Linked DNA regions of Mus musculus: all the other regions are linked to region 2. A link is a contact called in public Hi-C data. All regions are on one chromosome and are shown on one strand. The core of a region is the stretch at or near the end of the contact, and the rest is flanking DNA. Distances in the headings are between cores, read along the strand shown.

What was found. Hi-C and Micro-C count contacts between places; a contact is called where the count stands out from the background.
Region 1: a contact with region 2 is called in a Hi-C map of liver, with 2.4 times the contacts expected there. The contact joins two enhancer-like sites. A contact is called at or near these places in 1 of 39 promoter capture datasets (the C10 cell line), 2 of 15 datasets of contacts at CTCF or cohesin (liver and stem cell-derived epiblast-like cells), 75 of 484 Hi-C or Micro-C datasets (the AtT-20 cell line, the C10 cell line, the HL-1 cell line and 33 more) and 4 of 115 datasets of contacts at active chromatin or transcription factors (astrocytes, embryonic basal ganglia, epiblast stem cells and 1 more).
Region 3: a contact with region 2 is called in a Hi-C map of liver, with 4 times the contacts expected there. The contact joins two enhancer-like sites. A contact is called at or near these places in 2 of 39 promoter capture datasets (cranial neural crest and second pharyngeal arch cranial neural crest), 1 of 484 Hi-C or Micro-C datasets (liver) and 1 of 115 datasets of contacts at active chromatin or transcription factors (embryonic basal ganglia).

Annotation. Positions count from the first base shown.
Region 1 is chr2:64,460,453-64,463,152 of GRCm38.p6, forward strand. No RefSeq gene overlaps it. Among named protein-coding and RNA genes, the nearest start is that of Gm13575, 68 kb to the left of the region's middle. Within about 2 kb of position 1,384, at least 3 of the 459 cell types and tissues checked have an H3K27ac peak or open chromatin away from gene starts, as enhancers often do. A contact at or near this core is called in liver, where this site is marked.
Region 2 is chr2:63,509,574-63,512,273 of GRCm38.p6, forward strand. No RefSeq gene overlaps it. Among named protein-coding and RNA genes, the nearest start is that of Gm8541, 64 kb to the right of the region's middle. Within about 2 kb of position 1,423, at least 3 of the 459 cell types and tissues checked have an H3K27ac peak or open chromatin away from gene starts, as enhancers often do. A contact at or near this core is called in liver, where this site is marked.
Region 3 is chr2:64,068,817-64,071,516 of GRCm38.p6, forward strand. The region is part of intron 2 of Fign (fidgetin); the gene reads right to left. Among named protein-coding and RNA genes, the nearest start is that of Fign, 28 kb to the right of the region's middle. Within about 2 kb of position 1,310, at least 16 of the 459 cell types and tissues checked have an H3K27ac peak or open chromatin away from gene starts, as enhancers often do. A contact at or near this core is called in liver, where this site is marked.

The DNA.
Region 1 (2,700 bases), core at 134-2,633, 950 kb after region 2:
AAGAAGCAAGAAGGAAATATTTAAAACTTTTGATCATGCATCACAATTGTTTAATCTCAGCAAATATGCATATTCACTGCATAACTTGAGGTATTTTCAAATACCTCAATACATTTTAAAATAACAGGAATGAAACTTTTAAGAGATGCTTCATTTTAAAGTAAGAGATGGATAGTAATCCTTAAAACTGCTTCCTCTAACTTTTAACCAAGATTCCCAAGGAGACACAAGAAAAGATGAAAAGACACCATTCAAAGTGGGGCACACCAACGAGCTGAGCTAGCTACCCATGGAATCTGGGGGGAATTGACTCACAGTGAAAGTTGAACAGGACTGGAGAGAGACAAACCTGCCAGCTTTAGGGGGTAACCATGTCTTTCTGCTTCCTGGCAAACAACTGTGTATGTGCCCGTGTGGTGTTAGAGTGCAGGCAGAGACCCCCAAATAAAACTTTGAACAATATGGTGACTGGTGTATAGTGGAAGAGTTTTGAAAAAAAATTACAGAAAAAAATAAAAAAGAATGGAGGAGATCAGATCACATGGCTGAGCCAAGTGAAGCCAGCCAGTCCTATTTCCAACCTCTGAGCTACTGTGGCTTCTGACCGCAGGGAAAGAAAGGAGACGTTCAATGCTTCTCTTTTGATTGTACAATGAGGAGGTGTTCAGCCACTGGGGGACCTTCATTTCATGTCCTCCTTCAACCTCGCAGCTCAAAAGCCATGTGCAATATATATATATATATATATATATATATATATATATATATATATATATATATATAGTTTGAGACAGGACATTTTTTTCCACATGAAAAGTTTTTCCTGAATCTCTTTATTGCCTATTCCTTTCTTCACTTTATTTCCCTGTAGAAATGTGCAGTATCTAGAGAATAAAAAAGGAAAGGAGGAAAGAGGGGGAAAAAAAGGAACCTGAAGCTTGCACAGCATTATTGGGAAGGACTAAGATTACATGCTGAAACTCCAACTTTAAAATAAGCGACTTGATTTGCATGATGTAACATTGGGAAAGGTAACTACGATTCGAAACTGAATTTCTGGATTTAGAATTCCGTCCCCTACATCCCCTGAAGATTTTTTTTTCCTCCGAAGAACAGGTCATGTACTCCTCAAAAGAATTTTTTTTTCTTTTTCAAGAAAATTCTGGCCCACCTTTATCTCTAATGGCCCGGCTGGGAGTTGCTATAATAACCCTTTTGCTTTTATGTGGCCATCTGGAGGCCTATTAAAAACACTATCTAAAACCAACTTCCCAAGTGTGCTGAGTTTGTATGTTTCCACCAAGTCACCAAAACAGGGCCCTCTTTCCTACTCTGAGGTGAGTGTACTTTGGAGTTCGAAGCTGGAGGGAGGAGCCGCACACAGCACAGTGCAGCTTGGCCTTTCACCCTGGCGGTTCTGGACAGGAAGTCAGAACAGTGGTCGATCCCACTGCCTCCTTTTCAAGGGTTTGAGGGTCTGCAGCAAGGCTTCCTTCGATCTCTGGAGCACTGTGATGAGATGGAAGAAGTGAGGGAATGCGGGAGCCGGCGACATTGAGAACTTAATGAGGCATCATGTTTCAACTAGATAATACTCCTTTTTGATTTGTGTGGAAAGCAAATATGAAATATTGAAATAATATTTCAAGTTCCCAATTTTTGTGGCACAAATCGAGACGCGGGAAGCGCTGCCCTCTCTGAAAAAATACCCCTTTCATCTAAAACGTGATCCAACCGAGTTGAGGACAGAAGGGCAGGTTGCGAAATGGAATTAGATAAAAGTTGGCGTTTGTCTTTAGTAGATTATTAAAATCACCACGGTAAGAAATCAGCTCATAAAGACGAAACAAGTTAGCAGGGGCCGCAGATCATTTGTCCCAAACAGAGGTTTTTCTCAACACTCATTAACTATCTTGCCCAGTAATGTGCTTGTAATCCTATTAAACCTGATACATCAAAAATTAAAAGAAAAAAATTTAGTTGCTGTCTCAAACCGCACTGCAACTCAGATCTAGGACCAAATAGGAAGCATTAATTGCTTCGGTGCTTCACCGCAAAGCCACTCTTAAAATATAATTCCTTAATGAAGTCCGTTAATTTGTTCATGGCAGTACACAAGCTGTTCAAAATGACACAGGATTGCACTCTGTTTTCTAACCCCTGCAGTTTCTTCTGTTAGTCACTCTGTCTTGTGTTGTTATCCCATGGATAGTAATTATTTTATAGTGGCTGTAATTAGGAGAGAATTAGGCTTGGTAAACAAAACCTGCCTTCTCCTGTTAATAGCTAAGGATAATAAATTTGGCTCTGACATTCACTATATTTGGACAAGGCTTGGCCTACTTCCAGTTTTCCCAATAAGAACGTTATTATATAATTATGCCTTGGAGGGGCTCATATTACAAGGTAATTTTTTTTGTAAAGACACATATTGCATGGCTTCCAGCCAGTAAGTGATATACTGTAATATATGCCTCCAATAAATGTTTTAAACGCAGTCTCTCTGAGAAAAGCCTTGCTGGAGCTGTGTGCTGCTCTTCAGCATGTATTATTTACAGGATTTGTTTGTTGAGCTCTTCATAATGTAAATTATTTCCTTCGGTCGCATTGTCCAACACTGTGGCAACTGTCGATTTAAAGGACACTTTTTTTTTCTATCAGTAAGTGCTATATCTGATCTACTCATTCAATTCTCATAGG
Region 2 (2,700 bases), core at 173-2,672:
CAACAATGCAAATTGCTTACCAGGCAACGCAAACTGGCTAGACTATAGCTGTCTCCTGACAGACTAAAACATTTAAAGAGCACAAACTTCCTTGCAGAAGCCCCTAGCTGCCCCATGCACAGACATAGACTTTTTTTCTGCCTTAATTTGCCCCTTGGATGCATAACTTGCCTTTTATTGAATGCTAATTGTTTGTAGGGTACATGGTAGCCCTCTAAGAGTCTGGCAAACCTATACACCGGGGAACTAAAGATACAATCAGCTGCATCTCAGTGCCATTGAGATTTTTTGTTCCAAGGTGAGAGGAAACTGTGACAGGAGCTGCATCTCAAGCTGTTTGTCCAGCCAGACCTGAGATTTTGGAGGCTGGTATCTGAATTTATTTATTCACAGGGAGGGTGACTGAATACAGATGCCAGTGCTGGCTGAGTTAAAAGCAAGGGAATGTAAGTGCTTAGACTTAACCTATAGCAGACCTGAGGAATAAAAAGGCCCAGAGCCCAAGGTGCAGAAAGGGAAGAAAGAAAGGGGACTGAAAGAGATCAGCCCTAATGAACTGTTCTCTGAATCCAAGGAGATTGTGGAAGTGATGTCTTAGAGACCAAGACCACTCCCAAAGAAAGCAAGGATGAAGTGGGCCAGTCATAATGCTATGTATATGGGAAGAGACAAACAGGAGGAAAATGGAAATCTGCAGCTAGAAAGACTCAATCACGCAAACCCATGCACCAAGGGTGACTCTATGACAGGTAGTCAAGAATACGTGTATACCCATGAACACACACGTTAGGTTTGCTCTTGTTTGGGTGGTTGTTGTTGGTATTTTTTGTTTTGTTTTGTTTTTTTTGTTTGTTTTTGTTTTTGTTTTTTGCCTTACTCTGAGGAATCAAAGCATAAGGTTTTATCACTCTTCATGATCCAGACTATCTTTAGGTAAGAAGAGATCTTACGTACTTATTTTCTCTCTAGGTTGAAATGTTTTATACAATTAAAAGCGGTTCATAATTGACCAGAGGTTCATCTGCACCCTTGTTTACTGGAAAATGTTGAGAAACCAAGTTGCAGAAAACACAGCTTGGGTGTTTGCTCTGGAGAGTAGAAACTGAAAGAAACCAGGAAGAAGAGGCCTGTGACTTCCTGTAAGTCCAAAGTCAATGACCTTGTGCACTTCCCAGCAGCTAACTAATCCAACCCCACGTCCCAAGACAATTTTGACCACTGGGCTTGACGAACAAATTTCTAGTAATATAAATTAGAAGAAATTATCATCTTGTCTTGTTTAATTTGTGGAAAAAATGCTATTTACTTTCTGAATGTGGCAATATGGTTCAATAAATTATCTTTCAGTTACACGTGTTTAGAAAAACAAATGGACCATCTGACTCTCCAGAATTCCCTTACAAAGCATGAGTCATTGTGAGAGTAGAGTGCCCTTCTCTGTTCTTGTCTTCTGTTTTCCCCCCTTCATCTCTCCTTTCCGAATTACTTCCCTACATATTTATACCTAGTGAACACTAGGCAGTCCAGCCATGGCACATATCATTGTGAAAACTAGAACAGAGAAGTTCTCTCTTGTGGACTTCCTAATGGCAAAGTAGTACACTCAAAATGCTCTCGGGTGCTGCAGTGGTAATGCTGTATGGGCTTCTGCTTGGAGAGAAGAGGAAAGGCAGCAGAGCCCGTGATGCACTAGGTAAGTGTAGTTCATTCTATTATAGTACATACATTTTAGTGATATACCAGAAGTCAGAACACTGAATTCAGTCATGTGTCCTCCGACCTCTCTCCTTAAATCCCTGTTTGGTTTTCCTTTGTTTACTCATTTTTATGATGTTCTTTACAACAACTGTAATGATGTTCAGTGTTTTATTATTAGGCTCTTGGATTCTGCTCACTTCCTAATTGATATCCCCACTATGGCTATAACAGCATATTGCTCAGAGCAGAGAGGCAGTACTAGTTGAGTGAAGAAATAAATGAAATGCATTTGATACTATTTTGAGGACAACTAATCTCTACCAGCAAAGAAATGCCAAAGCAATGATCTATCATATTAACTAGATTTTAAAGGTTCTACCAAGGAAGACGTTTTTCATAAAATATAGTTGTAATTTTGGGGGTGGAAGGAAGTATGGGAAAACTATAGAACATAATCAGAAAAAGTAGGTTTAACTCCAGGCTTAATTTCTATAAACTCTTGGGCAACTGATCAAATTTCTCTGGGCTCTAGGTTCTTTTAATGAAATAATGGTAAATTATCCACCTTACCATGTTTTAATGAGAATTACCAGTAATATATGTAATGTGCTTGGACCTTGAACATGGAAGCTACCAAATTAATGGTAGCTATTAACACCATTATTTTTATTAGCAAATGCTCTACAGTGATTAAGTTACCTGCCTTTTCATTTACTAATTTAATTATTTCACATGCTATTTAGGCATTAAAATTGTAGTAGGTATGAAAATGATTCATTTCTCTAAGATACAGGATTTCTGTTAGCTTACAAAGTAAATACAGTTATTCTTGACTGTCTCATTGTCTCTCTGTACCTTTACTGTGTTAATGTCACCCTTATGCATATTAATTATTCTGAACTATATAAAATGAAATAATTTATTTATAAAAAGCATAAATGAATATGGAACTTGATTTGGAAGTACATGTCATTCCTATTTTTACATAGAGCTGTGGATAGA
Region 3 (2,700 bases), core at 60-2,559, 560 kb after region 2:
AAACACTGAATCTCTTCTATTCCTGAAAGTCACAGCAATGGTATAATTTTCTGTATCTGGAAGTGGAGAAATTGTTATTTCCTTGCTATCATGTTGCCTAACATTAGTAAAAGTATTGCTTCTAATAATACCTTTTTTCTTTCATGTCTATTTAATAATGAAATTTCAATCAACCATATGTTAATTTGAGATACTAGAATTTAATGAAAATCAGTATTCTTCCATACTTTCTCTCCCTCAGTGTCTCTAAGTGTCTCTCTTGTCTCTATCACTGACTCTCCCTCTGGCTCCTTCACCCTTCTCTCTTTGCCTATAAATAGGTAAACAATCTCATGGTTGGCTATTTCAGAGTATACAAAGCAAAAATAAAATGAAGCAAAAGTCCATGATGTAAGTAAGGACTTTGAAATTCAGGTGATAGAAAAGTAAAAGTTGTGAATTCTTTCATCTCAACCTAGGTGCTTCCTGATACCACTGGACAAACAAGAAAGTTCTGCAGGCAGCATTGAGTCCCCCAGAGCTGGGTCTGGAAGGCGGTTGGCATTTATTTTACCTCCATTTTCAAGCAACTTATCAGGGGGTTCTATTTTTGGCAACAGCTTTGTTAATGAGATAGAGGAGCTAAACACTGTAAAGAAGTGAGCAGCGACGTTCTTTCCCATAAATGTTATAATGGAATAGATAATACTTTAACAGTTAACAAATTTACATGTTTAACACAAATACATTTAATCTTGAAATAACCGAAATAGTGATGAATATTTTAAGTACCACACTTTGCTTATTTGTTTGAAAGGAAATATTACTCAAAGCTAGCCTTCAGTAAGAAATTGAAATTTCTTTCATTCTGTCATCACATGAGAGAGTGCATATTCCTTGCTTTAAACAAAACAGAGCTTTCTGTGGACAAAGGATTCATCCACAGAAAATTCTCCAATGTAAATTTAATTTGGTGTCATAGTACTATTGAACCTTGGCCACCTCACATGTTTATATTTTTGTAGAATGGATAGAAAATTAGAGAGGAAACAAAACATACTTGGTCTGCAAAGACATGTACAGTATGGTCTAAAAGTCTTGTATTCTTTTTAAGAATAAGAACATTATCAGAAATAGCTGACCCCAAACAATGTCTTAATTCATGGACACTAAATAACAATTAGAACTATTCCAATTAAGTTTTAATTTTGGAAAAAAAATTAACTACAAACTCAGTCATTCAATAAAGTGTTGTCGTCCTCCAGTGTGTTTCTAGGCACAGAATATAGCAATTTACTATTGACAAGCACTAACGGAAGGGGTCATTTCACAAGTATAACGCGGACAAAGGTGAACCGGGCAACTGATGAAATCTGTGGCCAAGGCGAAATAGCAATCTCTGAGCCAAATGGTAATAAAGTTACCGAAATGAAGCAATGTAGTTTCTAAACTGAACTGTCATAAAGTAGGATATGGGCTTCAAACTGGCATGTCAGGAGTAATTAAAATATTATTTCTCCGTTTTAAAAAGTTCTTGATAGTTTTAACAGTCTTATCGATTTCTTTCATTCAACCAGCTAACAGTGAGGTTAGAAGGAGGCTGCTGAGTGGACAGGAGGCAGTGGAGAGACTTGATGGAGGTGCTGCAAGAGATAACGCCAGGGACATGTGTTAGCATACTAGAGTGGATGGGAGATTGTGCAAGCTGAATGCTGCACTGCCCTGCAGTACAGAAAGCCAGATGCAGAGGCACATGCCTGTAATCTCAGCACTTGAGAGGTGGAGACAGAATGATCCAGAGTCCAAGGTCATCTTTGCCTTGGATGAAAAATAATTCAAGGCCAGCCTAGAGACCCTGTGTCAGAAAAAAAAAAAAAAAAAGAAGGGTGGAAGAGAAAATGAAGGTGGAAAGAGGGAAGGAGGAAGAGAGAAGGGAGAAAAAAGGGAGGAATGGAAGGAGAGATTCAAATATCCAGGTACTATCATGTTTAGAAAGCAATGACTGCACGTATGACCATGTCATTGCTTATGTGTGTATGTCATATACATATACACATACATATATGTATATGTATATGTATATATATACATGTTTCTTTAAAGCAAGAGGATTGAGTGAAGATCTTAAAATCCACTCAGCCCCTAAAGAGTCTAACATAGTATGATTATGAATTACCTTCATAAATCTGCTAGCACATATGATGTTGTAAAATCTAAAGCTTGGCTGAAGACACAAATCCCTAAAAAGGCCACATCTTCATTCATTCTCATCAACAACCCACAGAGGGAAGTCAGTAAGAAGAGATGCAGGCCAAATGCATATCCACACATCCCTCAAGCAGCCAGACCTTTCTCTTGATGGGGAATAGGAATATATCCTTTCCAAAAGGTGGTATTTGTCCATCAAATGCCTTGTGTACCAAATTTGTATGTAATCTACTTTATAACTAGCTACTTTTTCATGAAATGCCTTTCATTTGAATGTATCTATGCTCACATTATACCGTAAATAAGTGGTTTGTCTGCACTTAACTAAAAAGTACAAAAGACTTCATTTCATGAGAACACAAAGGAATCCCCAGGGACCTAGAGTCTAGACCAGAGAATCCTGCAAACCTGATTTTCACTTTGCAGGGGAAAAACAAAACTATTGCAATTGCCCACAGTATGTATATTTCTTGCTCACTTCTGAACTGTGGTCCTACCTTACAAACTACCCCA